Linked DNA regions of Arachis hypogaea: region 2 is linked to region 1. A link is a contact called in public Hi-C data. All regions are on one chromosome and are shown on one strand. The core of a region is the stretch at or near the end of the contact, and the rest is flanking DNA. Distances in the headings are between cores, read along the strand shown.

Region 1 (7,315 bases), core at 2,347-4,846:
TTTCTACACAGTACATATCGATGGAAAGTCATTAACAAATCCGGTTCACTATTCATAAAGATTGATAATTGAGAATTTAACAACTTTATAAGTTTTCTTTAACAACCTTCATGCTAAGTGCTAACATGCATCACACAAATAATCAAACACAAATTTCCCTTATATTAACAAAAATTTGCTGGCCCACAAACGACCCAGCCCAATAATCCAACTAAGTTAACCACATCATTTTCGCTAATTAAACTCTCCCACAAGTCAAAAAAAAAAAAAAAAAAAAAACTCTCCCACGAAATGGAAAACACGACAGCAACAACATGCCATGTCAATCAAGGCAAATCCCATACCACACGCAATTTCCACATATCTTGCTTTAACGATGACATGTCTGGACAACATCTTATGCTGACATCCTTGATCAGCACCATAGAATTTTCCAATATATTTTATTCCTCAACTAAAAAAATTGGTGACACAATTTGAAAATGCAAAGTACTAATTCTAATTCTCCTAGACCTTAGCGAATGTCTACCTTATCTATCAATCTAGTATACATACAAAAACTTCAGAAGGAAGAATAAAGCTGCTTTGATGAAGTAACTGTGTGAAGAACATTTCCATCAACATCATAGAACTCAATTTTTGCATCAGACGGAGTCAATTGCACAGACATGAAACCTTGTCCATCATAGTAGAATTTTAGGCCTTCTCCTTTTTCTTGAATATCTCCTCTATATGTTTTTGACCCCGCCCCACTAGTCAGAAACTGAATTGGGCTGCATTTAAAAAAAGAAGTTAAAATTGGATATTAGCATAAAAGAGTTTCAATGTAAATAAAAAAGTTAAACTTGTATGTAACTTTGTATGCTTTGGTTGTTTTTCTTTTTTACCTCTTCGTGTCACTAATGTGTTCAAGACAATGGTCATGTCCATTCATGTAAAAATCAACATTATTTGCCTGAAATTTGATAGCAAAGCCATTAGGATTTGGCATAAGAAGGAAAAAAGAGAGGTACTTCAAGAATATTTGCATTTTTAGATTCTATTTTACCTGAAGAATTGGGAGAAGTTGGTCTATAAGTTCTTGAGTATCACCATGATGTCCAATACTTCTGATTGCATGGTGTCCAATAACAATCTTCCATTTTGCACTTGATTCCTTCAATGCCAATTCTACATTCTGGAATTCAATAATCCATAAATAAAATAGCAACACTTTACTGATATTGAAACTAGCATCTATTCATGTTGATTGAAAAGGCATGCTTGTTTTTCACAATTGCACAAGTGTGTATATATATATATATGGAAAAGGAATCTTTTCATACCTTGAGTAAGTTGCTAACGTAAGATTTTGGTGGGTTAATTCCACTCCAATCATATGTGTGTTCTGTTTCAGTGTAGTACTCTTGAACAAAAGGAGTTGTGTCCACAAAGAACATCTCAACCAGCTCTAAAAAAATGAAAAAAAAAACACAAAACTACTTCAGATTGAATTTTATATACATTTTGATGCATATCTATTAAAGAGGTAAAATGTTTGATTCATATGCAGTGGCATAGCGACATTCATTCGTATAGATATCCTTTTCGTTTCTGATCATTTGTCCAAAGGACAAAGTTCAAACAAATTTGCCATTCACAATTCGAAAATTCCTAACTGGTCCCCAACCATTCTAATAACTAGTCTAAACCATCTCTGTTATTAGTCTAAGCAGTCCCGACACCTCAACAGGTCACCGTTTACATCATTACTTGAATGGTTGAAGGCTCTGATTAGGAATTTTTGAATTGTGAAAAAAAGCTGCTTTGTTCTTTAAATAAATAGTAAAGAACCGAAAAGAGCATTTACTCTAGATAAAAGCTATTTCTCTCCATGCGACGACATCCAATTGAGTGTCAGTGTGTTAAAAGGCTTAGATAAATAGAGGATAACAAAAAATACCTGCATCTACAATAAATGACCTTAGGCAAAGCCATCTGCAATCAATTTCCCTAAGGAAAGGGCTCAACTGGGCCTCAGCATCCCCCCTATAGTCATGGTTTCCCAACACTGCAAGCCAATTTATGATTTAATTAATCAATCATCATATGTAAGGTCTATAGCATAATAAAACTCTAATCCCTTAATCAGTAACTTGAACTTACCAGCGTACCACTGTTTTTGTAGGCTCTTAGCAGTGTAGATTTTGGTGAATGATTCCTCAAAGAATGGATCATGATCACTAGTTAGGCCATTGTCATAGAAATTGTCTCCAGTTGAAATCACAAAATCAATGTCAAGCTTCTCTCCTATTTCCCCCATCTACAAAGACAACCAACTTCCTTTTCTTAGCTATAATTATAATTTGCTCATAGACAACTTTAATGGAGTATTTTTGGAATATCACTTCTAATAGCTACAGAAAATAAACTGTTTTAAAATAAAAATTTGTATTGGAAATAACAAATGAAATGAAACTAGTCTCAATTTATAGACAGTATCATTGACAGAAAACTAATTAAATTTTGCTATTTTGTATAAGTATTTTTGTTCAGTTTTTTTAAATTCAAAATCAATTGAAACCAAATATTAGAGTGATAAATTACAAACTTGATCTCAAATTATTAGTTATGATATATGATTCCACAAATGTTGATAGTATTTTGTTGGATCCAAAATGAAATGAAAGGTAATATTAGAGATGCTCTATTAAAGATTAATCTTGCCACCAAAAAAATTATTATTCTATAATAAGAAATTTCTCTTAAGAAAATGGTGCATGCAGAATTGTTTTCTGCAAAATAACAATGTTCTAAGAATCTGCAATGATGTGAAGAACATAACATCAAGAAATTTGGATTCCTCAGGACGAGTACATTTATCATTTTAATTTTCGTAATTAAATTATCCGGCAATTCAAATAGTTTATCATAAATCATAATAGATAGGAACGAGAGAAAGAAAGAGTGAAATAATGGCAAACCTGGTAAGCAACTTCAGATTGGTTATATTCACCTCTTCTTCCCCAATCACCAACCACCAAAAAATCAAGAGAACCATCACTTTTACATGGTTGTGTAAATCTCTGAAGCTCTGCAGATGCATAAAGAACCCACAAACCAAAGCTAATAACAACAATAATCGTGAAGAGAAGAAAAGATTTAGACATGGTTATTGTGAGTCTTGAAACAAATGCAAAACCAAAGAGGAAAGATCACTCTGTTTTTGAAAAACGGTTGGTGTTTTCCTACATTTATATATATAACCAATCCTCAACGTAACCTGCTTAGAAGAATATTAATAATCAAGGTACTAAGTAACACAAATTAATGTTAGATCTTGTGAAACTGTGAAAGGGACAGCAATTGTAAGCCACTGGAATTTTTCTATTAACAGTTAATTCCAACTCAATTTTCAAGGAGCATATCTTAGTAATATTTTAATGTTTACTATATTTGGCAATTGACATTAGAATCAACTTGAGAGAAACTTGTAATATACTATTACTCGCATCACATTTTGTTAAATTTAGTGACATTGACATTGAGATATTGGTCTTCTTAGAAGTGAGAACCAATACAAAAGCAAAGAGTGATGTGTCATTCGGATTCAATAATGTGTTATGTGTGTGTGATGCATGATAGTTATATGTCAAAATCAGTTACTTACATAAAATATATATTAAAAATAATAAATTATAGATATTTTTATTCATAAATACATAATTATTATTTTTGGTATGTAAATAGTATTTTTGAATATTATTTATTGTTTTCACTTTTAATGGCAACTGCAAAAACCAAACAAGTGGTGCGGTTGATCAGGAAAATAACATGGGTTTGCGAATTGGGAGGTATTAGTTGGTTATATCTAGGGAATATGCCCAGCATAACTCTTTGCAAATGGATATTCCAACGAATATCCAATAACATATTCGCATATTTATATATAATAATAATCATTGTTGATTTTGTTTTTTTTTTTTTTAAATTTGTATTGTTTATTGAATTTAATTGGTTTAATTACTCTATTAATTCTCACTTATAAATTTTTTAAATTTGTAATTAGATTTTTATATTATTTTTTTAATTTAAATATTATATATCAACAAAATATTTGATCTAATAAATTATCACTATAAAAAATATAATAAATTTAGAATATTTATCTATTTTGGTCCTCAACAAATTTTGGACCAGATACTTTAGTCCTTAATTAAAATTAATTATTTGATTGATCTCTAACAATTAATTTTGTCAGTCACTTAGGTCCTTTGTTCCGTCAACTCTAACGAATGACAAAACAGTCCCTAAAAACTCTAAAAAGGGGTAAAATGGTCCCTAACCTCCTTTGTTCGAAAACGACACTGTTCTTCTCCAATTTCCATCATATCTCGCATAACACTAACAGTCTAACACTGTAACTTCAAGCTACACAATGCACACTCTGCAACTTCAATGTTCACAGAAAAAAAATCCTCAACTTATTCTCAACTAATTCATACTCAGGAAACTAATGACTACATCTCTCAAGTACTTGTCATCTTCGATGGATCCGATGAATCTAGACAGCAAGTCTGATTTGTTAAGACTCAGCGTCGTTGTCACCATCTCCCTCCTCCTCTGTCCTATCATCTCCATGGCCACATTATCCACCACTCCGATCGCTTCCTTCAACTTCTTCTGCGAAGCAATATTCAGTAATTATGTCAATTTTCATATGAGCAGTAACGGCGACATTGCTCGTTGTACTGATAGCTTGGATGCGAGGTCTAAGCTGTATGGCAACTTGGACTCTGAGAAAGAAGGAATGAAGCACTCGGAGTCTATTCCAAATGAGAATTTGCATATGATGTCGAAGAAAAATCTTCTCATGATGTTCTAATGTCCAACAATCTATATTGCTTGTCGAATAGTGGAGAAGGGCGTGCCCTTGGGGTAGTTGTGAAACTTGGTCTTGAGAATGTGGTGGATGTTGTCAAGGTTGGAAGTAATGCTGTTTGAGGATGTGGAGGTAGATACTTCTGGTGAGTGAAGTGCGAAGGAAGTGGGTATACCAGCCACAGAGATTTAGGAAGTGTGTGGTCCATGATATGTTGAGGTAGGTGCGACACGCGTGGCAGTTACACTATGGCTTGATCTTGGAGTTGAATAGGAAGAAGAAAAAGATAGAAAAGAAGACTGTGAAGGTGAAGAAGGAAAGTATGAATGTTAGTGTTATGCGAGATATGATGAAAATTGGGGAATAACAGTGTCATTTTCGAACAAAGGGGTCAGGGATCATTTTGTCCCTTGTTAAAATTGTTGGGGATCATTTTGTCCGTTATTAGAGTTGTCAAAGACCATTTTGTCTTTCGTTAGAGTTGACGAAGCCAAGGACCTAAGTGACTGATAGAATTAATTGTTAGGGATCAATCAAGTAATTAATTTTAGTTAGAGACTAAAGTATCTAGTCCAAAATTTTTTGACAATTAAAATGAATAAATACTTATAAATTTAAGTAAAATTTAGTTAATACGTGTTTTAAAGATACATGAAATTATTATTATTATTACTATTTTTTTTTTTGATAAATACAAAACAAGTAAGTGGTGTATGTGCTGCATTAATTATTGAGTTGAATTATCCAACATTAATTATTGAGTTGAATTATCCAACATGCATGAAGTGATAAACTAAACTATTTTGCCCATTTGTGTGAAAGGATAAAATTGGTGACCATTGGAGCAGCATGGATTTTCTGAAGCTTGATGGATTATCAATTAGATGCGCTACTCGTAACTTGGTTCAGTTTTCAAAGTACTGTAGTTCATTTTTTGGTGATTTTTTTTTTTTTTGGTGACTTAAGTACTGTAGTTCTAAACCAATTTAATCTAAACTTCGAATTATTTAATGGTGAATGCTATGGTGCCTAAAAGGTGGTGCCTATTTATTAAAAAAGGTTAAAAATCAATATTTAATTTAAAAGATATAAAAATAAATAATTTTTAAAAATTCAAAACCTACTACAAAAGAAAAGTTAGGCAAAATTTAGGCACCAAGTCATAGGCACCATAGAATTGGCCTTATTTAATTATGAAAATGAAATGTTGGGGAAACAAAAAGAAGTTTTGAGTAGTTTATTTAAAAAAATTAATGACTATTGTAAATGTGCCTAATTAATTGTGTACTAATTGATTACTAATCTTAAGTGATTGATCGATCTATTGTTCTCTAATTAATTATTTATTGATTTATTTTGACTTATCAACCCACTATGATTTACTGATCTACTGTCGAATTAATATTTATTTGGGTATTATTATCTTGATAAAAAAATTTTAATAAGTTTTTTTTATTTTTTAATGTGTTTGATAAATTTTTAGTAATAAAAATAAAAATACTAAAAAAATTAAAAAAATATCTTTTTTGAGAAGTTACAATTTACATCTTTTTTTAAAGATATATTTTTCTTTAAAAAAGATATTTTTTATATAATAAATAAACAAAAAAGTGTTTTTATATTGTTATATTCAAACATAATTGATATATAAAAAGATATTTTTGCATGAGATATCCAAACATAAAATTACTTTTACTTTTTCATAAGATCTTTTAAAAAAAGATAACTCGAAAAAAAAATTTCTTAGAAGCTTACCCAAACAAAATATTAACCTATTCTACTTAATTGACGAACACTCTTTTGACTGATGTCGACTATATATTCGACCCACCTTGACTCATTGACTAACTGCTAATCTATCAACTGATTATCCTGTGACTGACATCGGTCATCTGACTAACCTACCAGCTAAGCGTTGAAAAACTCGAACCAATCGATTAATACAGACTACTAAGCGACAGTTCGAACAATCCCAACTAACTAACCAACCGTCTTCCCAATCCGAGAAAAATAGCTAGACTAACTACCTTATGACCTACATTGACCTACCGATCGACCACCAACCTCTTGATGCTTTATCACAATGTCCCTGACCTATTTAGACCTATTACTGATTGACTTTGGCCAACACAAATAACTAACCAACATTGGTAATCTCGACCGATCATTGAACAACACTTACTGACTTAACCTGGCAAATCATGATCGACTGATGGACGTCTTCAAAATATACAAGTCGACTATCATTACCCATCTTTAAAGTAGCGTTTGGAAGAGAGATAGAGACTGAGAGACTGAGATTGGGAGATAGAGACTAAGGCTCCGTTTGGTTGATGTATAGGATGAGACATAAACACAAAGACACAGACATTAAAGACATAGACATAAAATATTTGTGTCTATGTATTGTGTTTGGTAAAAATAATGAACAAGACACAAATATTTGAAAAAGAC
Region 2 (7,127 bases), core at 26-2,525, 170 kb after region 1:
CATTATCTTCAAAACGGTTTCAGAGCTTGATTTCAGAAATAATGAAAAACGAGAAAAACGAAGAAAGAGAACAGAGAGAGAAACTTACATAAACGGTGAAGGAGAAGGCAGAGAGAAACGCACGAAAGAAATCGAAGAGAGAAGGCAAAGAAAACGTAGAAGAAATTCGAAAAAGGAAACGAAATCCTTTCGAAGAAGGAAGTTATATATTCGCGCATTGATTGATTGAAAAATCTGTTAAGGAGACGTGTGAAACATAAGTGCCATAAGAGGCGCGTTTTAGGGATAAGGGATATTGAAAACTTGTAAGATTTGTATAGTGAAAAGGCTTGTATGTGGAGATTAGTTGAAAGTTTTATTTAGTTTCAATGTAGTTTTGCTGTGAAGTCAATATTAAATAATTAATGAAATTCAGTTTTTAGATATAGAAAACTTATATAACCAAACTCTTTGGTTGCTAAGGGGAGTTCCTCGCGGTAGAGGTAACGATGGCTTTGTCCTCGTTATCACTGGCGAACTTTCTTGCGAAAAGTAAGTTCTGTTCTCCATGTGCTTGAACCAAGGCTAGTAGCTCGCGATGATGCATCCGCTGCTGATTTTGTGCCTCTCGAGTTTGTACATCTTCTTTAGGGAAGGACATAAGGTTTGGTGGAATGGTGACGTTAATTATTTAACATTGACTTTATGACAGAATTACATTGAAGTTAAATGAAACTCTTTTGATTCAAATAGGACACTTTAAACATTAAAAACAAAAACAGAATTAGACTCAAACATTAGAAACTAATTTAATATTTTACCCTTTTATAATGACTTGATAATATATTAAGAGTCATTTAGACTAATGACAGAGATCATTTAAACCAATTGCTTAAAGATAATTAGAGATTAATTAAAAATTTTTAAATTGTAAACATATTTTATTCTTTGGATAAATAGTTAGATATCGATAACGATATTTACTTTATTATTTACTTATTGTCAAACTTTTGATAAATAAATAAATAATAAATTTAGATATAGCAAAATTCAACCCGTCCTGTACGGGGCAAAGAAGTAAGGAAATGAGAGAAAAAATTGTACAAAACTTTGTAGGCAGCACCACGCCGTTGCATCAGTTGCAGTGTTTTGCGTGTATTGTATTGACTATGCAGATAAAAAAAAATGTGTTAAGTTACTAGTTACTAGTTAGAAAAGGAAAGAAAAGAATTGTTGGAGTGTCACTTTCCTACATATACTCTCTACTTAGTTACCACCACTCTCTCTCTCCTCCCATTCAATTATTTATTTTTAATTTTTTGTTTATTTATATTAATTAATATATATTATTATGAACCACCACCACACATCTTTCTTCTCTCTCTTCATTCCCCTTATTATTAGTCCTTATTGGAAGGATGTCTGTTTTGTGAACCTCATCATAAAAAAAAAGGGCCTTAGCTTAGCTTGTTGTTTCTTTTTATTCCATTAATAATACTTAGCCTTTAAATTTGTTTTCTAATACTTAGATATATGTATTTTGTTGATATCCCCCACTTATAATAATTAATATTCCATTATTATTCTCTATATATGTAGCTTTTGTGTTTGTTCGTTCTTTCTTTCTTTCTCTTATATATATACCCTCCTCAATAATCACAGTAACAGTAGAGAGAATAATATATAAACACCATCCACTAGCAGCACCAGCACCAGCAGCAGCAGATCGAAAGAATTGAATTGAATTGTTGTTTATTGTCCCTTAAATAAATTGATATATAGATATAAAAGCAGTATAGTGAGTGAGGAAAAGAAAGAAAGAATGGGTGAGAATGTGATTCCTGATCTATCACTGCAGATAAGCCTGCCAAAGAGTGCTCCACCATCAATATGCAATAATGAAGAAGAAGGAGATTGTGGAGGGTTTGATATATGGAGAAGTAGCACTACTACTAGTGATGGTGCTGAAAAATCACACAGTGATGGTTCCATTTCAATCCCTACTTTTCTTCATCATCATAAGAACATGGAGACACAACTCTCTTTAGCAGCACCTACAACCCCAACCCCTTCTGAAGCTGAAAGCCCTTGGAACAAATCATCATCATCAGAGCAAGTAGTAATTAGGCCTATCAATGGAATCCCTCTTTACAACAACAACAACAACAACACCAACACTCCTTCTTCGCCACTTTCAAGGTTTAATAATGCTATAACTATGGAGAGTCTAAGAACCCTTAATCACCATCACTTATTTGGGGTTATTGGGGGTGCTAACAACAACACTGACTTCACAAACGGGTTTGTGATGAGGTCTAGAATGTTCCCATCATCAACAACAACAACAAGGATGATGATTCATAGCAGCAAGAGGAACATGAGGGCTCCAAGAATGCGCTGGACTACCTCCCTCCATGCCCGATTTGTTCATGCTGTTCAACTCCTTGGCGGCCATGAAAGTATGTTACTCTCAAACCCCTCTTTAATTTCTCCTTCCATCAAACCCTTACTTACTTGATTAATAATTACTTACCTTCTCGATTCAATAATAGGAGCTACTCCAAAGTCAGTTCTGGAACTCATGGATGTCAAAGATCTAACACTCGCTCATGTCAAGAGTCACTTACAGGTACATACATCTTTATTAATATTAATTATTCTTTTTTCTCTACTTTTTCTCATACTAACACTTATCAAAAGAAGGTGTCTAATGTGTGGTGGCAGTGGAAACAGCTAATTTGATTGGTCTAGTAGCTAGTTCGCAAATTTATTTAAATAAGTGTCGAATTCTATTTTATACATGTAATAATTCATTAATCAATATGAAATTTAAAAAAAAAAAACTTCAAACCATAACATATTAGTCTTTAACCTATTAATTTGGGAATACCGGAAAAAGGGGCAGAGACTTCTAAGTATGCGGCACAAGAGCCGAGACATGCAGCAAATGAATGAAAGGGATGAACAGTTGAATCTCTTGTTTGAATTAGGGAACAGGACAAGTTCTACTTTTTTATCAAAGAGAAAAAAAAGAAACATAAAAAGTAGCCATCATTTCTCAATAATACAACCCAATTATATTACTTACCTGCTATGCACTATGCTTGCTTTCTTGTTACTTGTTAGTTGTTACTACTACTACTATTATTATTATTAAAAGATAAAATCAAACAAATTCCCAGAAAAATAAATAAATAATCCCAGAAACGAACTTATTTATTTACTTTTAATCTTTTTTAAATACTCATTGATATTATTGTTTATTGTTTCATTCCCCCCTATGTGTACTAATCTTTTTTGTCTTATTTTGGCTTCTGCAGATGTATAGAACTGTTAAGAATACTGACAAGCCAGCAGCTTCCTCAGGTAAAAAAAAAAAATTTAAAAAGTTTCATAATTTTATTATCATCATAACCTAATAAGCTAATAACACAACAATATATAATTAATTGAGTCCTTGATCTCCGGTCCAAATTTGAGTTTCTTCATTGCACTTTATTTAATTCATCTGAAGAAGATTCCCTAGCTCACTACTTTATGACTCGGACCCTATTCATTCATATTCATTTCAACCATTAAATAAAATAAATAATAATGTTCTGTCTTTAAAAGTTTATGCTAACAATGCAAGTATAGTAGTATTCCTCAATGTTTGTTTCAATGATTTCTGTAGTAATACTAAATATGGTGTTATATATGAAGCATCAGATGGAGATGAAGATTTCATGTCCCTAGCATCACCCATTAGTCAAAATAAGAACTTTTTACCAAATCAAAGAGGGCCCCCAAATAATAATAATGCATCTCTAGATCAAGATTTGGGATACAACACCACTACTGCTACTACTTGCAGCAATAAAAATCTATGGGGTAATTCTTCTTCCAGGTAATTAATTAATTAATTGATGTGATTCATTTCTTTCAATATTATTGTTGCATTGGTGTCAGTGTCGGTTATTATATCTTACAATATCTGCATGCTACATGGTATTGGATCCACTAGCTATATATGCCCCATATATGTATAATAATGCTATATTATAATAATTGATGCATGCATGGTGGAATTTAATAATTAAGTAGGGGAAAATCAGAACCCCAATTTCACCCTTTTTCTGAAGGAAAAAAAATTAAAAAAAAAAAAGTACTAGTTTTTCTCTGACAACTTTTGCTTTTCCTTTCTTTTCTCCACTTCTTCGCTGCTTTATTTCTGATGATAAAAATGGCCATGCATCATTTCGGATGATACTTCTTTTTGGTACACATTTTCAGCTTCTTTAAATGTGGTAGAAAGTGAAGGTTTTCTGAAACTAGATATATTTTTTATTCTTGTGATATAGTTGCAATTAAATATACAACTTTTGACAATCTATGTATATATATATTAGTACTTTCTTCAGATTAACATTCTACTTTTAGATGAATAATGTTCCATTTTCATGTTGATTTCTTTGTTTTTAACCTTTTTTGGCCACTTATAATTGTAAGTCTTAAATGGACTGGCTTGCCTTGAGTTTTGTTCAATAACTAACATTCTTAAAAGTATTCAATTTAAGGGCTTTCAAATCCATTTTTGATGTAATGTCACACTTTCGGTATTCTAGCTTTATCATGGGATTAATGCTCTTGGTACAAGTTTCTAACTCAAAGATTTATGTGGGTCAACTAATAGGACAAAATGGGGTACACACACCTTGGGTTGCAAAATCCAACTATGATTAACAATAACCATAAGAACAACATTTCTACATAGGAAAGGAAAAGCCAGCAAAGACAATTTCTAGTGGAAATTGAAGTTGCAAATAATGCACAGTGCTGCAAAAATTAGATGACCATTATATTATGAAAAAGTTTAGAGACTAACTACAGTATAAATTAATTAAATCAATTTTTTTAAATTTAAAAAATTAAAATAATAAAAGATTTTTTTTTATAATAAACTTATTTTTAACTAGTTAATTGAAGTTGGCTTCCTCTTGGACCTTAGTTTTCTAACATAGGGTAATATATATGTGACAAAATAATAATGTCCACTAAAACATGCATATGTACCTTGTCAGATTATGTTACAAGCTATCCCATTTTTGGAAATAATAATTTGACAACCAAACTAATTAACCTTATTAATATATATACTCATTGATATGTATTATGTATGTTAATTAGATAACTTGTTTTTATATTTGATTGGTAATTTGCACAAATAGTATATAATAATTTTAGTTTAAAATGCTGATAATTTTTTAAAATAAATTATATCTTTTATTTAAATAGAAAAATCAAGAATAAAAGATAAAGTTAGAAAAGAAAATAACTTGCATCATAGTAATTGTCTAAAAAACGTTGTTCATACTTAATATAAATAATGTTATGCCATTTTGCTTATTGAAGACATAAAACTGTATACATGGGTGACTGTGAAATCATATAATATTTGATAAAACAAGATATGATGACAATATAATTACTACACTTTTTAGGTTGCTCTATCTTGTAAATCCTAGCCTAGCTACAACTAACATACTAGTAATAATGCTAGTCCATAATAATTGAGTTGGATGGACTCAGATCAGCTTTGACTAAGTGGGGAAATTTCTTCGGTTCTCTAAATTTGTACTGCCTAAAACGTTCTTTCAAAGTCAGAAGACAGGTAGTAACCTTGAATGTAGTGTTTTTGTTTGGTACACAATTTATTTATTCAAACAAGACTATCACTTACTACAGATTTAAATTCACTTACCTCAATGGGGAGAGGCCTTTTTTATTATATATAATACTTTTTTTTATAGAAATATAGAAATTACCAAGACCCAACAATACAAATGCAAGATATATATTGTGGAAAAATATAGATGTTTTAAAATGTAGCACCATAATTAATTAGACTGTTGGTTTTTTTACAATGTAACTCAATATATAGTATATTTTTTGACCTTGACAAATAAAAAAAAATGGTTGTATTTTTAATTTATAGATAACAGAATTAAAGGTCCGTAATTCGTTACGTTTTTTTCTTAAATTAAAAACTTTAATTGACTCTCTCTCATGTATTCTTTGTAGTTAAAATGATATTATTATTATTATTATCTATTCAATTATTTTGGTTTTGTTTACAAGAGACAGGTGAATAAGAAAAAAAAAATGTACGCGCATATATATATATATATATATATATATATATATATAGTAATTACAATAATTATAATATTTTAAAAAGTGTTGTTAAAATTAAAATAATATTTTTTAATATATCTATATTATAATAGTTAAAAATATTTATATAATTACCATAGTCATAATAAATATAGTCATATTATAATTTAATATATATATATATATATAACTTATTTAATATATATATTAAAAAATTTTAAAATTATTTACCTTAATTTCCTGAATAGATATGTTATAAACAATGACAGATCTAAAAAAAAATTAACAGTAAAGACAAATTATATTTAATATGACAAGAAAATAATTTTTATAATAATTTAATCTAATGAAATCAAATTTACTAATATAATTATTATATACTATTGAAAGGAATTTTAAATTCTAGTGAAAATACTTGCTCCCATATATGAATTCGTCTGCGCTTATAAGTACTTAGTAAAAAAAATCCACAAGTAAATAAATAAATAAAATATATACAAAAACCTTAATAATAATAAAAATGTTAGCTAGAATAACAAGAAAACAAAGGACATAATTATTTTGTTAACAATGCATTCATTTTAGCCGCATTACAACTCTTCTGATTAAGCCAAAAATTCAAAAGATTATGAAATGAAATTTCCTAAAATTTTTAGACAACCTAAGTTGATTATTTATATGTAATATATATGTATATTGAAAGAAAAGCATGGTATATATGGTAGGTAGAAATGGTAGCTCCTCACAGTTTCTTCTCTTCATGAGACAAGCATATAGCTAAAGCTAAAGTGAGATCATCTTTTGTTTCACTTATATTCCAAAGGTTCTTTATTTTGTTTTTCTTTGAAGTTTGTTGTTTTAAACCATTAAGATAGCTTTAATTAATAGGACAATATAAGAATGAAAAGTAATAGGACAATATAAGAATGAAAATCTTTGAACATCTAATCGGAATTGATCATGATTCATGAGTCTCTTAAATTACATAAGAAGTT

The links. A called contact is a pair of places that touch in the nucleus more often than the background predicts.
Region 2: a Hi-C map of an unstated tissue shows a contact between it and region 1, with 4 times the contacts expected there. The contact joins the promoter of LOC112750874 here to the promoter of LOC112750873 in region 1. A contact is called at or near these places in 3 of 8 Hi-C or Micro-C datasets (leaf and an unstated tissue).

What each region holds. Positions count from the first base shown.
Region 1 is chr15:138,575,884-138,583,198 of arahy.Tifrunner.gnm2.J5K5, forward strand. It overlaps LOC112750873 (purple acid phosphatase 17), which reads right to left and starts at 3,597. Exons shown (of 7, transcript XM_025799778.3): 1 at 2,964-3,597; 2 at 2,146-2,302; 3 at 1,943-2,050; 4 at 1,326-1,450; 5 at 1,049-1,177; 6 at 888-955; 7 at 140-773. The coding sequence starts at 3,149. The coding sequence ends at 563.
Region 2 is chr15:138,749,564-138,756,690 of arahy.Tifrunner.gnm2.J5K5, forward strand. LOC112750874 (transcription repressor KAN1) reads left to right here and starts at 1,276. Exons shown (of 6, transcript XM_025799779.3): 1 at 1,276-2,438; 2 at 2,532-2,608; 3 at 3,300-3,345; 4 at 3,682-3,865. The coding sequence starts at 1,802.